Regions from separate parts of the Pan troglodytes genome. Here all the other regions are linked to region 2. A link is a contact called in public Hi-C and HiChIP or PLAC-seq data. All regions are on one chromosome and are shown on one strand. The core of a region is the stretch at or near the end of the contact, and the rest is flanking DNA. Distances in the headings are between cores, read along the strand shown. Region 1 holds the start of SLC12A9 (solute carrier family 12 member 9). Region 2 holds the start of GIGYF1 (GRB10 interacting GYF protein 1). Region 3 holds the start of TSC22D4 (TSC22 domain family member 4).

The links. Hi-C and Micro-C count contacts between places; a contact is called where the count stands out from the background. HiChIP or PLAC-seq counts read pairs in DNA pulled down with a chosen protein or histone mark.
Region 1: a contact with region 2 is called in an H3K4me3 HiChIP or PLAC-seq map of stem cell-derived excitatory neurons, with 8 times the contacts expected there. The contact joins the promoter of SLC12A9 here to the promoter of GIGYF1 in region 2. A contact is called at or near these places in 2 of 7 Hi-C or Micro-C datasets (blood and stem cell-derived neural progenitor cells) and 1 of 1 datasets of contacts at active chromatin or transcription factors (stem cell-derived excitatory neurons).
Region 3: a contact with region 2 is called in a Hi-C map of stem cell-derived neural progenitor cells, with 3 times the contacts expected there. The contact joins the promoter of TSC22D4 here to the promoter of GIGYF1 in region 2. A contact is called at or near these places in 2 of 7 Hi-C or Micro-C datasets (blood and stem cell-derived neural progenitor cells) and 1 of 1 datasets of contacts at active chromatin or transcription factors (stem cell-derived excitatory neurons).

The regions. Positions count from the first base shown.
Region 1 is chr6:110,312,767-110,315,781 of NHGRI_mPanTro3-v2.0_pri, reverse strand. SLC12A9 (solute carrier family 12 member 9) reads right to left here and starts at 1,634. Exons shown (of 12, transcript XM_063814888.1): 1 at 1,488-1,634; 2 at 1-166. The coding sequence starts at 124.
Region 2 is chr6:110,155,749-110,158,660 of NHGRI_mPanTro3-v2.0_pri, reverse strand. It overlaps GIGYF1 (GRB10 interacting GYF protein 1), which reads left to right and starts at 1,352. Exons shown (of 25, transcript XM_063815478.1): 1 at 1,352-1,646.
Region 3 is chr6:109,942,209-109,945,193 of NHGRI_mPanTro3-v2.0_pri, reverse strand. It overlaps TSC22D4 (TSC22 domain family member 4), which reads left to right and starts at 1,444. Exons shown (of 5, transcript XM_519260.9): 1 at 1,444-2,132; 2 at 2,579-2,985. The coding sequence starts at 2,848.

The sequences.
Region 1 (3,015 bases), core at 385-2,884, 160 kb before region 2:
CCAGGAAGGTGGACAGCTTCCGGGCAGACGCCCCTCCAGGACCCCCGGCCCCATTGGCAGGGAGGGCAGCCCCCTCCTCCCCCAGGAGCCGGTAGGCCAGCAGAGGTGAGCTCTCGCTGGCCATGACTGAGCACAGGTAGAGGAAGCCACAAATGGGTTAGGTGACCTGCAAAGGAGATTATGTTGCATCAAAAGCACCCCCACAGAGCTCGCCCACCCCCAAAGACCACTAATCAAACACCCTGAAGCCTCCCCAAAAGACAGAGCTGCTCTCTACTAAAAATACAAAAATTGGCCAGGCTCGGTGGTTCATGCCTGTAATCCCAGCACTTTGGGAGGACGAGGCAGGCGGATCACCTGAGGTCAGGAGTTCGAGACCACCCTGGTCAACATGGTGAAACCCCGTCTCTACTAAAAATACAAAAATTAGCTGGGCATGGTGGCTCATGCCTGTAGTCCCAGTTACTTGGGAGGCTGAGGCAGGAGAATCCCTTGAACCCAGGAGGCAGAGGTTGCAGTGAGCCGACATCACACCACTGCACTCCAGCCTGGGTGACAGAGTGAGACTCCGTCTCACAAGAAAAAAAAAAAAATTAGCCAAGTGTGAAGGTGCATGCCTGTAATCACAGCTACTTGGGAGGCTGAGACACGAGAATCGCTTGAGTCCTGGAGGCGTAGGGCTGCAGCGAGCCGAGATCATGCCACTGCACTCCAGCCTGGGTGACAGAGCGAGACCCTGTGTCAATTAAAAAAAAAAAGAGAGACAACCGCAAGGAAACAGGAACGCACCCACACCCTGCTTACCGGCAACTCAAAAAAGTCTGTGGGCTGCAAATGGTACCAGCCACTGCCCCACAAAAAAGTGGTACCCCAAACCTGTCAGCAGGGGTTTCAAGGCCCCTCCCGGCTCCTGGGGGCCACCCCTTCCCTTATGTTCCTGAGACTAGGGATGGCACCGGTTCTGGAAAGGGGCAAAGGTTCTCTGACGGCACAGGCTTCTCCAGCCTCTCCTTCCTTAACTAGCAATGCAAGAGGAAGCAAATCTCCCAAAAGGGAAGTAAGTTACGGGCAGGAGAGCCTTCCCCATCCTCTCCTTCGGTGTCCTGAGCTGCCCCTACCAAGCCCCCCAATGCAATCACCGCACCCACAGGCAACAAGAAACTTCCAACTCTTTCAAAACCCCACCCTCCGTCAATCCTCTCCCTCAACCCATCTCAAACCCCCTCCTCCTCGCCTTAGCCTCCCCGATTCCTCCCATCCACACGAGGCACCCCTCCCCACAAACTCTACCAACCCAAACACACCCTAGCGAAACAGAAACACAGACCGGCTCCCACCGAGCGACACAAGGTCCCCGGGTCCTCCTCCTCCCCCAATCCGGGCTCCTGCCCCTTTGCGCCCGTTGGGGTGCAAGGGAGCCAAGATGTCCTTCTCCCCGGCCAGGTGCACCCCACAGCTCGGGGGCCGCGGGGCGCTCACTCACCCACCCGCAGGACGCAGCGCTCGGGGGCGATCCCCGCGAGCCAGGGGGCTCCGCCTCGGGCGGAGAGTACACGGGGGCCGGAAAAGACAGCTGCGGCTACCGGGATGCCAGGCCCGGAGCCTGTCCCCACCCCCACCAGCACGCGCGCGCTATTGGTCCCCGTCCTCGGCCCCGCCCCATGGGCGCGCCCGGAGAAGCCCGACCCTCTCTGCTCTTCCCCAGCCTGCGCTGCTCCAGCTCCACGTGCGCCCGGGGATGCAATGCAGCCCTGCAGACAAGCGTCTCCGGCAGGACGTGGGCCGCGGGTCTCGGAGCCTCCTTCACTTAGGTGCAAACAATCGTCGCCGCAGGGGCCGGACCCCAGTCCGAGCTCCGAGATGCGGTGAGCAGCCACCCCACTAAAGGGGGCGTGTGAGGATGGCGGAAAGCGGCAGGGAGGTGGGCGGGGCTGCAACACCTGGGCCAGGTGCGTCACGGGAAATCCGGCCCACTTCGTTCAGGGACTTCTGGAGTTCTAGTCCTCCAACCTCTCAAAACCCTAGAACCTCCACCGGGTCCCAGCCTCGCCCCTCACCCGCTGCGGGGATCCTCCCTTCGCGCCCGATCCAGCTGCGCTCTTCGCTTCCGCCACCGGAGGGAGCCATTGGCCGCCGATCTGGGCCCAGGGTCGCTTTGCACCTTCTGATGCCCGCTTTCTTGCCTCCCTGCAGTGTTCTCACCTCCAGCAGAAATCCTAGAGCCTATGAACTCTACTGAGAGCTGAGACTCCTTCTTCACTCTTTACAGATCCCATGAACAGCAGTACCGCCTGCCAACGCGTCCTCATATGTAAAATGGGCATAAACTCGAACCTCCCTCCTAAGGCTGTGAGTTCAGTGAGCATTTAATGGGCACTTTAGAACAACGCCTAAAGGTTTGATAAATTATCCCTTGCAAATAGCACTGCATTAAATTAGCCACTCTGTGAGGTAGGTACCGCTATTTCAATTTTTCAGATTAGGAAATTGAAGCTTGGAAAGTTTCAGATACATTTCCTTTTTTTTTTTTTTTTTTTTTTTTTTTTTTTTTTTTTTTTTTTTGATCCAGGAACTATTACGCAGGCTGGAGTGCAGTGGCGCGATCTCGTGTCACTACAACCTCTGCCTTTCCGGCTCAAGCATACTCCTGCCTCAGCCTCCGCAGTGCCTGGAACTACACAGGCACACACCACCATGCCTGGCTAATTTTTAAATATTTTGTAGAGGCCGGGTTTCGCCATGTTGCCCAGGCCTCTCTGGAACTCCTGAACTCAAGCGTGCGCCTGCAGTCCCAGCTACTTAGGAGGCTGAGGCAGGAGGATCGCTTGAACCTGGGAGGCAGAGGTTGCAGTGAGCTGAGATCGCACCACTGCACTCCAGCCAGGGCGACAGAACGAGACTCTGTCTCAAAAAAAAAAAAAAACTTTTTCAGGGTCAGTTAGTTATAAGCACTCCCCTGGCATACCCTGGCCTGTCCGTCACTGAACTCTGCTTCCATAAATCTCAACCTCCACC
Region 2 (2,912 bases), core at 103-2,602:
AGTGTGGAGTTGGGGGTCGGGGGTTGGGTGCAGAGCAGTGTTAACATCCTTCTGTAAGAGAAACGGAGGCTTTTGAGAGGCCAGGCGTGGCGGCTCATGCCTGTCATCCCGGCACCTTGGAAGGAGGATCCATTTGGGTCCAGGAGTTCCCGGCACTTTGGAAGGAGGATCATTTGGGTCCAGGAGTTCAAGACCAGCCTGGGCAACATGGGGGAAACCCTGTCTCTACAAAAAAAAAAAAAAAAAAAAAAGCTGGGCGTGGTGGTGTGCCCTGGTAGTCCTAGCTACTCAGGGCGCTTGAGGCAGGAGGATTGCTTGAGCCCAGGAGGCGCAGGATGCAGTTAACTGTGATCGCGCCACTGCATTCCAGCCTGGGCGACAGAGCAAGACTCTGTCTTGGAAAACAAACAAACAACAAATACAATAAATTTAAAAAATTAGTTGGGTGTGGTGGCACACGGCTGTAGTCCCAGCTACTCAAGAGGCTGTGGCAGGAGGATCCCTTGAGGCCAGGAGTTCAAGACCAGCCTGGGCAATGTTATGAGACACGCCACCCGCCCCAGTCTTTACAGAGAATAAAAAAGTTATCTGGGCGTGATGGTGCACACCTATAGTCCCATCAATTCAGGAGGCTGAGATGGGAGGATCGCTTGAGACACGGGAGTTGGAGGCTACCGTAAGCCGAGATCGGGCTAGTACACTGCAGCTGGGGCAACAGAGTGAGACCCTGCTTCAAAAAAATAAATAAATAGGGGCCGGGCGCGGTGGCTCACGCCTGTAATCCCAGCACTTTGGGAGGGCGAGGCAGGCGGATCACTTGAGTGGTCAGGAGTTCTAGACCAGCCTGGCCAACAAAAATAAGCCAAACGTGGTGGTGTGTGCTTGTAATCTCAGCTACTCGGGAGGCCAAGGCATGAGAATCACTTGAATCCGGGAGGCGGAGGCTGCAGTGAGCCGAGATCGCGCCACTGCACTGCAACCTGGGGGACAGAGCAACACTCTGTCTCAATAATTAAATAAATAATTTAAAAAATAAAATAAAGAGGCTCCTGAGAGTCAACTTATCTGCCTGAGCCACTTATTTCACACATCCCAGGACGCCTGATGAAGGGTTCTGGATTTTATTGTCTCCTGTCATCCAGGCGGGCTTCCTGGAGGAAACCCGACCGCCAAGGAGGCCGCGGCCTCGGTCCCAAAGGTCGCGCGTCGCGGGGCCGGGGGAGGTTAGGGGAGAGGAGGCCGCTCTGGGGCCGACCCCGCCCGCAGCTGGGGGCCCCCGTCACGTGACCAGCCGGGCGCCCAGGTCACGTGTCGGGGCGGGGAGGGGGGGCTGTCGGGGGCGACGGGCGTCCGGGCAGTGGCGCGCGGGGCACGCGAGCAGCGCACGAGGAGAGGTGGCGCGGGCCGGAGCCGCGGAGGGAGGCGGCGGCGGCGGCGGCGGCGGCGGCGGTGGAAGGGGCGGCCCCGCGGCCCCGCGTCCGCGTCACGTGGTGCGAGGCGGGCAGCCATCTTGCTACAAACACAAACACAGAGGAGCGGCCGCCGCGGGAGCGCCAGCGCCCCCTCCCCCGCTGCAGCCGCCGTCCCCGGCCCCCGCCCGCCGCGCGCCGCCCACGCCCCGGGACCGGACCCTCGCGCCGCCCGCGGTAAGCGCCCAGTGGCCCCGCGGCCCCCGGCCCGCAGCCCAGCCCCGGGGCAGGCCCGCCCCCGACGCCGCGGCGGCCGCGCCGAGCCCGCGAGCTAGAGAAGCGCCGGAGCTAGCGCGCGGGCCGCCAGCGAGGACCCTCCCCCGTCTCCTCCCCGAGGCCGCCGCAGCCCGGTGCGTCCGCCCGCTCTCCCGCCCGCTCCGGCCCATCCCCGCCGCCGGGACCCTCCCCCAGAGCCGGCCAGCCTCGGGGAGGCCCCGGGAGGCCGGCGCCCGGCTTAGGGGGCGACCGCTCGCCCCCCTCGCACCTGGCGCCCCTCCCTGAAGGGCACGCCGTCCTCCCGGGCCGGCGCGCTGCCTTCCACCCCCGCGCTCCTAACGGTCGCCCCCGGGCCCCTGCCAAGCCCTGCCCTGGGCCGCCTGGGGGCCCCCGACCCTAGCGTCCTAGGGTGGCCGGGCCCCGCGCTTCCCGGAGTTCTCCCCAGCGCGCCTTTGGGTTCCCCTCGGAACGAGCTGGGCCTTGCGGTTCCCCAAGTCCAAGCGTTCCACGACTTTGGCCAACATGGAAGCCTTGCCCTCCACCCAGGCACCTCGCCTGGGTCCTCCTCGCCTGGGTCCTCCTCACCTCTGTTTCCTTTCGCTCCGGCGATCTTAGTGCTGGGTCATTGGGGTCTCCTTCTTCCCAGTTGCTCGGCCGCGGGAAACACCTTCCTTAGCAGAGACTGCTTGTCCTCCCCGTCCCAGGCCAGGCCCTTCTCAGCTCATGCCCCTCCGTGCAGCAGCTCCCTGGCCACAGCTCTCACACTTTGCCTTAAAAAAAAAAAAAAAAAAAAAAAAAAAAAAATTCCGAGTAACTTTTTAAAAGCCCCTCGTCTCTCTTCTCTGTTATACAGTCATTACTCGCATTCCCGGTCAGACTCCAGGTCTGTTGCATCCTAGTGCTAGGAACTAGGAGATGCTACATAAAGACTTGTTAGCTGGATTGGATTTTTTTTTTCCAGCCACCCAAGCCTTACTTCCCTCCTGCCTCTCAAAGTGTCGTTCTGGAAGATCGTCAGCTTTCCCACCCTCTTGTGCACTGCCCCTTCGAGTCTATATAGCAGTTTCAATTTAGAACCCCGCCAACCCCTCGCCTTTGGCATGGAAACACCATCGGTGGTACCAGTAAGGGTCTCTCCTTTGCTGCCGACATGGGGGATTTGGGGTTCTTTCTCCTTCCCATCTTTCCTGTGCCCTTTGCAGACCTAGGCTAGCCACCCTCCACCAG
Region 3 (2,985 bases), core at 195-2,694, 210 kb after region 2:
GGCAGAAGCAGGAGGATCACTTGAGGCCGGGAGTTCAAGACCACCCTGGGCAACATTGCAAGATCCCCATCTCTACCAAAAAAAAAAAAATTTTTTTAAAGAAATTTAGCCAGGCGTAGTAGTGTGTGTCTGTGGTCCCAGCTACTTGGGAGGCTGAGGCAGGAGCATGGCTTGAGCCCAGGAGTTCCAGGCTGTGGTGAGCTATGATCGCACCACTGCACTCCATCCTGGGCAACAGAGAGAGAGAGAGACCCTGTCTCTAAAAAAAAAGGCGGGGGCAGGTTGGGGGAAAGGGGAATAGTATAACATCTAGGATTTGATTTCAAATAGTCCAGCAAAATACAGCTGGCCCCCACACAATGTCATTTCATTGAATGTCATTTCATTATAACATTGATGATTTTCTAAAAATTGATTTTGGGCTGGGACCACCATCTGTGTGGAGTTTGCATGGTCTCCCCATGTCTGCATGGCATGTTTGAAAATTTTCATAATAATAATCCACTTTTTTTTTTTTTTTGAGACATGGTCTCACTCTGTTGCCCAGGCTGGAGTGCAGTGGCACAATCTTGGCTCACTGCATCCTCAACCTCCTGGGCTCAAGAGATCCTCCTGCCTCACAGCCTCCTGAGTAGCTGGGACTACAGGTATACATCACCACACTCAGTTTTTTGTTTTTTTTTTTTAAGATGGAGTCTCACTCTGTCGCCAGGCTGGAGTGCAGTGGCGTGATCTCGACTCACTGCAACCTCCGCCTCCCAGGTTGAAGTGATTCTCCTGCCTCAGCCTCCCAAGTAGCTGGGACTACAGGTGCCCGCCACCACACCTGGCTAATTTTTGTATTTTAAGTAGAGACGGGGTTTCACCATGTTGGCCAGGATGGTCTCAATCTCTTGACCTCGTGATCCGCCCGCCTCAGCCTCCCAAAGTGCTAATTTTTTAAATTTTTTGTAGAGATGGGGATCTCGTTATATTGCCCAGGCTGGTCACGAACTCCTGGGCTCAAGCGATCCTCCCACCTTGGAGTAGCTGGAATTATAGGTGCACATCACCATGCCCAGCTATTTTTTTTTTTTATTTTTTGTAGAGATGGGGTCTTGCTATTATATTGTCCAAACTGGTCTCAAGCGATCCTCCTTCCTCGACCTCCCAAAGTGCGGAGATTACAGGCATGAGCCACCACCGGGATCCGGCAATAATCCACTTTTAAAAATAAGGAATGGGGGGAATAATGCAGTTGCTGTGAAAACCAAAGGAGAATGACAGTAACAGCCACAGCCGCCCCACAGCAGGGACTGGGAACTTCTGGGTGGGCATGCAGCACACCTCCCGGCCTGTGCCTTCTGTCTCTTCTGTGTGTCTCTAGGCCAATGGCAGCAATTGACTACAAGTAAGGGAATCCCTCGCCTCCCTGCAAGCTCCTCCCCTTTCTCCCCGAGCCCCGCCCTCTGCAGCCCCTCCCTGCAAGAGTGGGGCTAGGGCCCGGCAGGTGTGGGGTTAAGGGAGTCTGTTTGGGGCCCCCAGGAGCAGCAGCCTAAGCAGTGGCTGCAGCAACTGCAACAGCAGCGGCTGTGGCAGGCCTGGCCCCGGGCCAGCTGGCGGGAAGCCCCAGGAGGGAGGGAGGAGGAAGGGGAGGAAGAGGGGAAGGAGGAGGAGGAGGAGGAGAGAAGCAGTCAGCAGGCCCGAGGAGGCAGGACTTCCTGGTGTGGGGGTTGTCAACAGCCCAGAAAGAGAAAGACGGAGAGGCAGAGACCCAGGGGAGCCGAGGAGCGGAGACACGGACCCAGCAGGGTCACGCGGGAGGAGACTCGGGACACCCACTCGCTGGCTGCCACCCGGAGCAGAGGGGGGCTCGGCCGCCCCGTCCCACATCAGTCTCCAGACCCTTGGGGCTTCAGAGGCCGCTCCTAGGCTCCTCGGAGGAGGCGCGGGTTCCTTCTTTTCCGGAGAGCAAACTTTCCTCGGAGATGCCTGGCAGGATGAGCTGCGGCCCCCGGAGAGGACGGGACAGCCTCTGATCGCCGCCTGCGTGCCCCGCCACTGCCCATGGCCAGGAGGCCCCAGGGAACGGACAGCCCGACCTCTTAGGCGCCGGGACCCTCAGGCTCAGATCAGTGGCCGAGACCCCAGAGGTAGGGTTCAGGGCTGGGTGGGGCGCTGGGGGGTAGCCGGGCAGGGCCTGCCCCAGAGATGTGGGAGCTGGGGTGAGGGTGGGGGCTCGAGGCCCAGGAGAGGTCTCTCTGAGTGGCCGGGCCAGGCTGGGGAGCTGCTTCACCCTGGTTCTCCCAGGCCCTGGAGTCCGAGCTCTTGGGACAATACGGGCCCCCTGAGTCAGAATCCCAGGCGAGAAATGCCCAACTCTGGGACTCATCTGCCTCTTTCTACTCTGAGTGCCTTCTTGGATCCAGTCCCCTCTGCCCTGGTCTCTGTCATCTCTTGCCTGTCTCTGGGTCTCTGACGGTTTCCCCTTCCCCCACTCTGCTCCCCGGAGAGGAAGCCCCGGAGGTGGCCTGCCCACTGGTTTCTCTCACACACACACACACACACACTCTCTCTCTCTCTCTCCCTCTTTTTCCAGTTTGCAAACTCAGCTCTGGAGTTCAGCAGCAACAGCAGCAGGAAAAACCTGCCCCTGCTCCCCCCTCCCGCCACCTCCCCTCTCCTCTTCTCCCCTCACCCAGCAGGCACCCCCGGTTCCCGCCAGGCCCTCCTGCCATGTCGGACCCAGACGTCCCCAGGGGCTCGGATGTCCCCGCCATGTGGCCCCCTTGTTCCAGGGGTGCCTGAGCCCCTTCAAGGAGCCCCAACCCACCCCCAACCTTGGCCCAGCCCTGAGCCCCAGGGACCATGAGCGGGGGCAAGAAGAAGAGTAGTTTCCAAATCACCAGCGTCACCACGGACTATGAGGGCCCGGGGAGCCCAGGGGCTTCGGATCCCCCTACCCCACAGCCCCCAACTGGGCCCCCGCCCCGCCTGCCCAATGGG